Linked DNA regions of Mus musculus: region 2 is linked to region 1. The links are chromatin contacts, called in public promoter capture Hi-C maps. All regions are on one chromosome and are shown on one strand. Each heading gives the region's core, a stretch centred on a gene start, on an enhancer-like site or on the middle of the called end of the contact. The rest is flanking DNA. Distances are from core to core; before and after follow the strand shown.

Region 1 (4,952 bases), core at 1,257-3,756:
TAATATGATTTTTATTGGTATACATTTATTGCTCACAGTGGTGGTGTCCCAGAAGATATTTGAATATGAGTAGATCATGTACTTTGACCATATCCACCCCTCCCCCACCGTTCTTCACTGCCTCTTAGTCTCATTGCATTAGTTTTACTTTTATGCTGATGCTCAGGAGCAGTGAAAATGTGAAAGGTTAAACCAGCTGAGTGTTGCTTTCACGGCATCCCACTTCCTATTTGTAGTTTTTGATTCTGTAAAAATGGGCATTGTGAGACAGAGTCTCACTGTGTTGCCCGTGCTAGCCTGGACCTCTCCACCCTCTTGTGTGGATCCCCAATACTGGGATTACAAGTATACATGACTGGATCCGGAATAAAATTCCCCTTGAATTAAGAGTGAGCGAGCCTCAAGTGTGGGTCTGTGGGATTTTTATGCATCTGAGGTTGTGAGTTGTGTAAGAGTTGTTCCAATCCTTCCAGATGACTGATTGTTTTCTAAGTTTATTATGATAAGAGAATCTTAACACTTACCACATGATAGAAAATAATAGTATCTATAGAGAATATATTATACTCAAAATTTCCCACACATTCAGTCACAGAGAATTGGCAATGCATCCATCACCATAGCACTTTGTATGTTTTGAGAAATGGTGTGCCCATGTAAAGCCTGGTATGATTGTGGATGCTGGACCCCATAGCAACCAGAAGGCTCCACAGACCTGGGATTCCCCCTGAGAAGCTGACTCTTCAAGGCAGCGGGGAGACTTGGATATTCTGCCTAAGTTACCCCTTCCTCTAAACTGCTTTCAGTTGAGAATTACAGGGTGTGGACTTGGGGCTTCTCGGAAGTCTGAATCTGGGATAAATCAGGGTATTAGCGAGCTTTCAAACATGGCTCTGTGGTGGTTTGAATGAGAACAGCCTCCAGAGGGTCATAGATTTTAATACTCGGTCTTCAGGTAGTGGTGCTATGTGAGTGTCACTGCAGAGTTGGCTTTGAGGTTTCAAGAAGCCTAGAGCTTCTCTCTGCTGTCTGCCGATCTGAATACCTCTCCAGCACCATGGCTGTCTATATGCCATCATGTTCCCTGCTGTGAGGAGAATGGCCTAAACCTCTGACCCTGTAAGCCAGCCCTAGCTCATGCTTCCTCCCAGGATTAGTTGCAATGGTCACGCTGTCTTCACAGTAACAGAACCCTGACTAATGCAGTCTCCGACTGACCCTTTGCAAGCTTGAAGGCCTGTTTTGGCTATGCTCTTCTCAATCACTTTCTTCCTAAAGGGACCGTCTCCACCCCACCTCCACCCCTACGTAATGAGCGTGTGGCTTTCCTGGGTTCCCTTGTCATTCCTCTTAGGAGATAACACATGTGAAGCACCTAGTATGGGACTTGACCTGTAGTCCATGTTCAGCAAATGTTTTTTTTCTCCTCTTTCATCTGTGTAGCTGCAGATTCAACACTCTCTCACCAGGTGTAGCATGGGAATCTCAGGATATGTGGTCTCGCTCAGGAACAGGTCCACTCAACAGAAGGGAGAGGCCTATTTAAGTTATTGAAATACCTTCATCCACAAGCGCCTACGAATGTTGTTTTGAACTAATAGTCTTATGCACTTTGGCTCCCAAAGTGTTCCATCTTGTGGGATGGTTAATGTCTCTGGTTAAATCTCTCTCGCTGTCACACACATTAAGAATACAGACTTTTGAAAATTTCTTTTGTTTTAGATTTGCAATGGAGGATTAGATTGCTTGGTTCATTTTTTTTTAAAGTCCTTTATCAAAATGTTAAGCTTGGTTAATTTGCATAAAATATTTCCTCTGCAATTTACTCTCTATTACTTTTGAAACGCAAATTGCCTCTGCTGCCTCTGGGTGGTTGAGACTGCACACAAACCATTAGGGCTTTCCATTCTAGGGATGAGAACCGACTTGGGTTTGAAGCTCAGGGAAATAAATTGGAAACCTTTCCTTGCCCTGACTCTCTGGGTGATCTGTGTGAAGAGGGGGAAGAAAGAGAGGCAGAGGTTCAAGGAGAGAGTCCAAAGATTGTGGAGAATGTAGACGCCTGTGGTTGGGGGATGGGCATGCGCAGAGAGTGGATGAGGAAGCAACATCTTGGGGTGCGTGTAGAGGGAAACTCATGACAGCAGCCCTAATGGGCACCCCCAGGCAGATCCCTCTGCTCAAACAGCATCTACCTTCCCATTCCTCAGCTGCACAGCTCTTACTGTCTCTCAACTAGGCAGGATTCCCCTCTACATCCAAAGAAGGAGTCAGAGTAGCTGGTTCACGTCCACATTAACAGAAATAGACAAGCTTTATCACTTCAGGCAAGCTGTTGAGGATGCCTTCGAGATGTTCCCAGGACTTAGCTACAGGACACCCTGATAGTCTTGCCTTTGCCCAGTGACTCCCATCTCAGACCCAGGCATCCAGGCTCTGCAAGGCTCAGGGCCACAGAGGGGAGCCTACTGCACTTAATGACATTCCCCCTTTAAGGCAAAGCTGCTCAGACTGAAAAACACTGACATTCACAAATAGCAGATGGGCAGGCTGTAATTAGGCAGCTGCTGTCTCTTATACTCTACTTTTCTTAGAAAGGAGTAGACTCACAGAAAAGATGGAGGGGTTCCTTGTTGGGGAGGGTTCTCCCCTTTGCACACCAGGAGTCCCTTCCTGACTTACCCTAGGCTTTCTCTGAAACTCATGTTAGTGGGAACAAATGAATATATTAGACAAAAAGGTGGGATTTGTATGCAGGGAGATGGGATTATATTTAGACTCATGTAATTAAAGAGCCATTTATGTCTGAGCATCCTTAAACAGACAAATATAAAACTCATGAATACCAAATTCTATGTGGGTAACTGGCTGGAATCTCACACCCTTGCACACAGACACTCTGAGCCTGTCTCGGTCTGTTCAATTGTGGCTCACATCTACTGAATCAGACCTCCCAGCTCAGGGCAGTGGCCATGATTTCTGCAACTGTACGTTCCCATGGGGACCACGGCTGGGGGAGTGGCATACTTCAGCACACCAAAGCAGTTGGGGGAGCAGAATATGAGTCTCTCTTTAGGTTTTGGTAAGAAGACCCCCCAAGTAGTCTGCTTGACCTTAATAATCTGCTGCCTCTATGCTTGAAAACCACTCTCCATGTTGGATTGGAACCTGTGAGACCTGAGGCTGATACCAAAATGATGTTAGTAGAGTGGATATTGAAAATGTTTAAAAAAAAAACTCAATGATTTCCTCCTATTGAAAAATAATTTGAGACCTGGGAGACAGGTGAATAAGGCAGAGTCACCTTAGTTGGTGAAGTGCATGATACACAAACACGAGAGCCAAAGATAGATCACCCAGCATGTCCGTGAAAAGCTGGGTGACATGCTTGTGATCCTAGCTGGTGGCAGTGGTGACAGATAAATTCCTAGAGCTCATTGGCCATATAGCATCACATAATTGGAGAGTCCCAGGTCCTGTTGAGAGACTTTCAAACCAAAGTGGATGGCTCCGTATGAAAGGCATTTGAAGCTGACCACTAGTCTTCATGTGGATGTGCACACACACAAGGACATGTGCCTTGTCCTCAATAAATTCACTAAAAAACCAATTTGCTTTCCATCTAAAAAATTCTTCCAGAAGAAGAAGAAGAAGAAGAAGAAGAAGAAGAAAAAGAAGAGGAGGAGGAGGAGGAGGAGGAGGAAGGGGAAGGGGTAGGGGAAGGGGAAGGGGAAGGGGAAGGGGAAGGGGAAGGAGGAGGAGGAGGAGGAAGAGGAGGAGGAGGAGGAGAAGAAAGGTCTACAAATTCCCAGTTTCTCAAGAGCACAGCCAGTCTTGAAACTGGGAAGAATCTCCATTTTGTTGACTTAGTGGCAGTGATGAAAAAGGCTGACTTGTACTGGTGACCAGCAATCATCAACTTTAGGAGATTTAGAATTACCTGGGAGATGGGTTTCTGGGCACGTCTGTACAGGATTCTCTTTAATAGGTTATTTTAATTTGGAAGGTCTGCCCACTGTGGGTGGCACTATTCCCTAGGCTGCATACCAAGGAGAAGATTTCTGAGGGTAAGCATTCATTTTTGTCTTCCTCCTGACTGTGAAGATAATGTGGCCAGCTGCTTCAAGTTTCTACTGCCCAACTTCCCTGCTGCAATGACACCTGAAATTGTCAGTCAGAATAGTCCCCTCCATCTTTTGTAAGTTGGTTTTGTCAGGGATTTGTCCCAGCATCAAGTGGACACCCTTGGCAATGAAAGGTGATGGAATCTCTCTATCCATTCCATTTCCTTCAGCTTGGAGTCTATCAGGACACCATCTTATTCTATATAGTTCTGTCCCATCTTGCCCAGAGCTTTGCCTTGGGGTAAAGCTTCCAAAGGAGAGAAAGAATATCCAGAGAGATGCATCTCATCTAAATTTACTCTCACCAACTCACGAGCTAACATTGGACACTGGGGACCCAAACAGATTAGCACATAGTATTCACCATCTCAACTCTGGGAGATCCCTTCTTTGCCTGCAGCTACTTTCTTGGCTTCTGGGTTTGTCATTCCAAAGCTGGGCCTGTCATTCCAAGGCTCTCTTCTCAGTCATATTCTCAGGTTACAGGAATTTGGATGGGAATGTGGTCTGGAATATACAACCTAAGGCAGAATAAAGCAGACTGGATGAAGGCCGTGCAGAAATCCAGCCAGGGCATGAGATGTGCTTAGGACAGAGCAGGAACATCAGTCCGGAAAAGCCAAAGGTCAGTGGAGATCGAGTGGGATGTAGGAGAGGAGTCAGAGGTTACCCGGAGGTTCTTATCTGAGAAGCTTGAAGGATGAGATGGCTGCTCTCCATGGGGTGGGAAGGCTGATGGTGGAGCATGGTTTTCCTTGGATGATCAGCTGTTTTATTTTCTTTTGTTAGGGAGCACATCTAGAGTTCCGTGGTGAACAGGGTCAGTTC
Region 2 (4,444 bases), core at 1,325-3,824, 180 kb before region 1:
TTTCTAACCCTGGTTCTTCTCAAGCCAAGTAAGAGCTGGAGGATTCGGAACAAATTTGGCATGGATGACCGGATGAGTCACTTTGGGATGGAGATCTGGGCTCACCAGGTGCACTTGGGCTAACTGTGGAGGTCGCTCAAGGCATTGGGAAGAACCTGCGGAGTGGGGAGCGGGCTTTGACATAGATTCAGAACAGGTCAAGGATGGGGACTTTCCTCCAGGCAGGAACCACTTTGGTCCTTTTGCGTCTGTCCACTAGAACCCCAAGCAGCCCCTCTTGGGACAGAAGTACAGTCAGGAGCACTAGCCTATACTGAACAGGTCAGACTTTGGCCCACAGTATGCTTGGATAACAGGTAGGAGATGTTAAATGTAGCAGAGACCAGAAAAATATTCCAGTAGCATAGAGAAGGGCCATTGGCTCTGCTACCCTTAGTTCTGGTGGATGGTTTTCCTGGATGGCCATCTCCCTTCCGCCTCATGGAGAATGGGTGGTGTGACGAGTGGGTGTGATCCGACACATCTGGCTGACATCTGGTTTGTCACGTATGGCAAAGGTAGATTGCAAGGGGACCACCTGAGGCTTTATGTTGGCTCTAGTCATTCATTTTGAAGCGTGAGTATATTCCGTCCTTAAGGATTTCCTTCTCAGAGATTTTTCCTCCCCCCTTTCCTGTCTGGCGAAGACGTGAATGAAGGCACCCACAAAGGGAAGTCAGTTTTATATCCCTCCTGTGACTCACCCAGCCGCCTGCCTACCCCAGTGACCTGCCTGCACTCTGGCACGGATTCTGGGATTCCACTTCCTTATTTGCGATGCTCAGCCTCTTGTGGTCCCCATGACTGATGTCCAGAGGAAATATCTGGAACAGAAGCACGAAGCTGATTAGAGGGAGGGAGGGAAGAGGCGGGAGAGAGAGAGGAGGGGTTGACTGTGAACAAGCGAAGACACGGAGCTGCTGGGTGTGAGTGCTCTTCTCGGATGGAGAACGACTCTGGGTTGTGGTCCCAGCTAAGGGGACACTGGTGTGTCTGGGGAGATAAACCTTGAGACTCACACCTCAGCTGGTTCGGGGTCAGAGTGTTCTGTCACGTCCAAGTTATCGACACCTGCTGCGTCTAGACCTGTGTTCCTCCTTTAGCTTGATGGCTTGAACTCTGCGAAACAACTGAAGAAACTTAGCGGGCCCGAACTGTACAAGCAACACGTGCACTTTATATCCTCCTGAGGTTCCCACAGACGCGAGAGTCCAGGAAAGTGGCACCACTAGGCAGATGGCTAGGGCATACCAAGAAGGAAAGCGGGACCTTTGCAACTTTTGTAAACTCGCAATTAGTAGAATTGACAGAGACTTTAGAGAGTGTCCTGGGAATGAAGGATTGAGTGTGAGGTCATAGGCTACCCAGCAGAAGCCCACTCAGCCAGTGCTGCTCTGAGCCTCCAGAGAGGCCGGGTGTATTGGTTGGTGAGGAGTCCTAAAGCAGGGATGGATGGGTACTCGTTTCTGGCTTTTCCTTTCCTGATTGGGGAAGCTTCTGAGAAAATTTTCACCACTAATGGACCCAATTATCTCTAAGCCCTGGTTAGTTCTAGAAGACACAAACTTAGCTTCCGGTCGGCTTTCCACAAGATTGTCTTTAAGCTCGAGAAACAAGGCATGTTAAAAAACAAAAAACAGGGCTGGTGAGATGGCTCAGCAGGTAAGAGCACCCGACTGCTCTTCCGAAGGTCCTGAGTTCAAATCCCAGCAACCACATGGTGGCTCACAACCATCCTCAACGAGATCTGACTCCCTCTTCTGGTGTGTCTGAAGACAGCTACAGTGTACTTACATATAATAAATAAATAAATCTTAAAAAAAAAAACAAAAACAACAAACAAACAAAAAAACCAAAAAAACAAACTCCCCCGGACACTCAGTTAGGGGGAGGTGAGCAATAAGGGCAATACCCTTTGAAGTTTATGTTGGAGGCTACCCGCTGTCACTGGTGTGATTTGGGGAAGGTTTCAGAAGACCTGTGACTTACTGCACTTCCATAAAGACTCAAGGATCAGGGTTAGAGGAGCCATTCCAGGTAGGACCAACATCTAGAGGTTACAGGGCACAGGGGCTTTGGCTGGGAGATGGGGGCTCAGTAGTAGACGTTTTGAGTTGGAGCCACAGCTTGCATAAGGTTCAGTATGGCAGACCTTAGAAAGCGGTTCTGTTGTGGTGTTTTTGTGGTGATCACTGCAATGGTCTTTGGCATTTTGTAATACTGGGGGTTTGTTTCAGTTGCACCTCCCCCTCTCTCCGCACATAACGCATCTGGCCCTGGCTCCCATGTCTAATTCTTCTTATTCATTTCAGTTCTGTGACACCCACACATTCCAACCCACTTGTCTTAATGTCGCATCTCAGAACTACCGTGGGCTCGGGGAGGGGGAATCCGGCAGCGCTGACGTTACTCACAAGTGAATTTTCCCAGGTGGGTAAACTCCATTGCAGGCCACAGAGGGGCCTCCTCATTCCAGCAATCTGGCCAGGCCCACAGACTCACAGCTTAGGAGGAGGAGGAGAGAAGGAGGGGTCAGTTTTTCTCTGTTAGCGTTAGAGAGGATCCCTCTGATCCGCTGTAGTGCAGCCTAGGAGGCAGGAGACTGTGGGGTGGGCTAGTCGCTAGGGCTGGGGATGCCTGAGCAGATGTGGAAACAGCTGGAAAGGTGGCACAGCCCTTGGGTCGCCGCCGCCGCCGCCGAAGCTGTGGCTGTTTCTAGGAGACAGAGGAGAAGCCAGCCTGCGGGGGAGGGGAAGCGAGTGGGTTGCTGCTTTTAGCAGCTGAAAGGGCTGCAGGGAGCTCTGGGTAAGACATTTTCTAGCACCGTCGCTTTTGCGGTAGAAGCCTGCCGCGAGTAAGTCAAGAGGAAGGAGGATTGGGAGGGAGGAGGTCTCAGTTGCAGCCATGCTGAATCACGGTTGCTGATCAGGGTCCCTCACGGGTCTGCTGGGAGAACCCAGCGAGCAGCGCCAGTTCCCGGGTGCATGCACAGTTTGATGACTACTAACCCTGCCGGGCCTCCCACAATGGAGGGCGAAAGGTACGTATGTGTAAGTGTGGTGAGTGCAGTATGCATGTGTAAGAAAACACGAGCGAGCGAGCGAGCGTAAGGTGTAACCACCATTTGTTTGCACCAGCTAGGCAGGTTTGCAGATCCTGGCAACTGCAGAACCCCAAAGCAGAGCGAGGGCAGAAAAGTCTCTTTGGAAACCTTCCTCTTCCAGAGCTCAAAGCTCCAGAGACCCGGCTCTTGCCAAGGGAAATCTGGGTTTGCTGGGCAGTGGAGCACACGGAAAGACGGAACTTCCTGGCCTGTGTTGGGAATAGTCCCGTCTTGAACCGGGATTGCCCTTTTCAGGGAGGCGTTCCTGGTCCTCACAGTGTCTGTCTTTGGTGGGGGGATTTGATGGCACTGCAGAGCTGACCTGGGAGAGGGCACTAGCCTCGTTCATACTGAGGTGGTTGAATTTTCGAGAACCATGCCAAGTGGCTGGCTTTCCTACCTAACCCGGGTCTGTTGTGTGTATGTTGGTGGACACTGGCTTCTGCACTGGCGTAGGTAAGGGAGAAACCCAGTTAGGTGACATTTGCTCACAACCCGTCTCGCCTGTATCAAAAAGTTTGAGAGATGCTGCACGGTCTGTGTCTTCCAGGAGCTCTTGTTTCTCCCTTCATGGACTTTTAATGAAATAGGAACCAACTGGAGGCATTTCAGTACTCGGGTTGAGCAGGAACAGGCTGGCCAGGGTTTGTCTCCCGGCAGGCAGGAGCACAGACAGTTTTCATTTATCCGAGGAGCTGGTCTTCCTATTGTGAAGGTGTTCTGTGCAGGGCCAAGTTTGGCAGACTATGGAGCAGAAGTCTTCGTGCCACCACCTCCTCATCCGTGGGTTGGCACCGAGGGACGGGCTTTACCATTTTCCTTGAGGAGAGAGGATCACAGGGAGAGGCAAGAAGGCTTCCCCTCTAAGTTGTGAGTTGCTGGTTTCACGGGAACGGGCTCCTCTAAACCCGTGAGGTTGCAGACTACTTTAAAGTGTGCACAGCTTGTCCTGAGTCGGGCCCCTGTGAGAGAGAACAGGTGTGATCCATTTCACTCCTCTGTCTGAGAAAAGCTTAAGAAGCCAGTGCGTTCTGTAGTCCCACTCACAAGAAGAGTCTAGGACAGTGACTCTCAACCTTCCTAACGCTGAGACCATTTAATACCCGTCCTCATGTTGTGATGGTACCCCCACCCTCACGCCCAAACCATGGAATTATTTTCGTTACTTCATAACTATAATTTTGCTACTGTTAGGAATCTCTGTTTTGGGATGGTCTTAAGCGACCTCTGTGAAAAGGTTGTTTGACACCCCCCAGGGGTCGTCGTGATCCCCAGGTTGAGAACCATGGTCCTAGGACCTTT

What was found. Promoter capture Hi-C pulls out the DNA fragments that hold promoters and counts their contacts.
Region 2: a promoter capture Hi-C map of embryonic stem cells shows a contact between it and region 1, with 5 times the contacts expected there. The contact joins the promoter of Klhl3 here to the enhancer-like site in region 1. A contact is called at or near these places in 6 of 39 promoter capture datasets (cranial neural crest, embryonic stem cells, hippocampal neurons and 3 more).

Annotation. Positions count from the first base shown.
Region 1 is chr13:57,935,600-57,940,551 of GRCm38.p6, reverse strand. No RefSeq gene overlaps it. Among named protein-coding and RNA genes, the nearest start is that of Spock1, 30 kb to the right of the region's middle. Within about 2 kb of position 2,506, at least 18 of the 459 cell types and tissues checked have an H3K27ac peak or open chromatin away from gene starts, as enhancers often do.
Region 2 is chr13:58,111,777-58,116,220 of GRCm38.p6, reverse strand. Klhl3 (kelch-like 3) reads left to right here and starts at 2,574. Exons shown (of 15, transcript NM_001362415.2): 1 at 2,574-3,079. The coding sequence starts at 3,066. It overlaps Gm33389 (a long non-coding RNA gene), which reads right to left. Exons shown (of 5, transcript XR_003950588.1): 5 at 3,251-4,104. Gm52040 (a long non-coding RNA gene) reads right to left here and starts at 2,521. Exons shown (of 3, transcript XR_003950589.1): 1 at 2,454-2,521; 2 at 1,061-1,158; 3 at 1-863.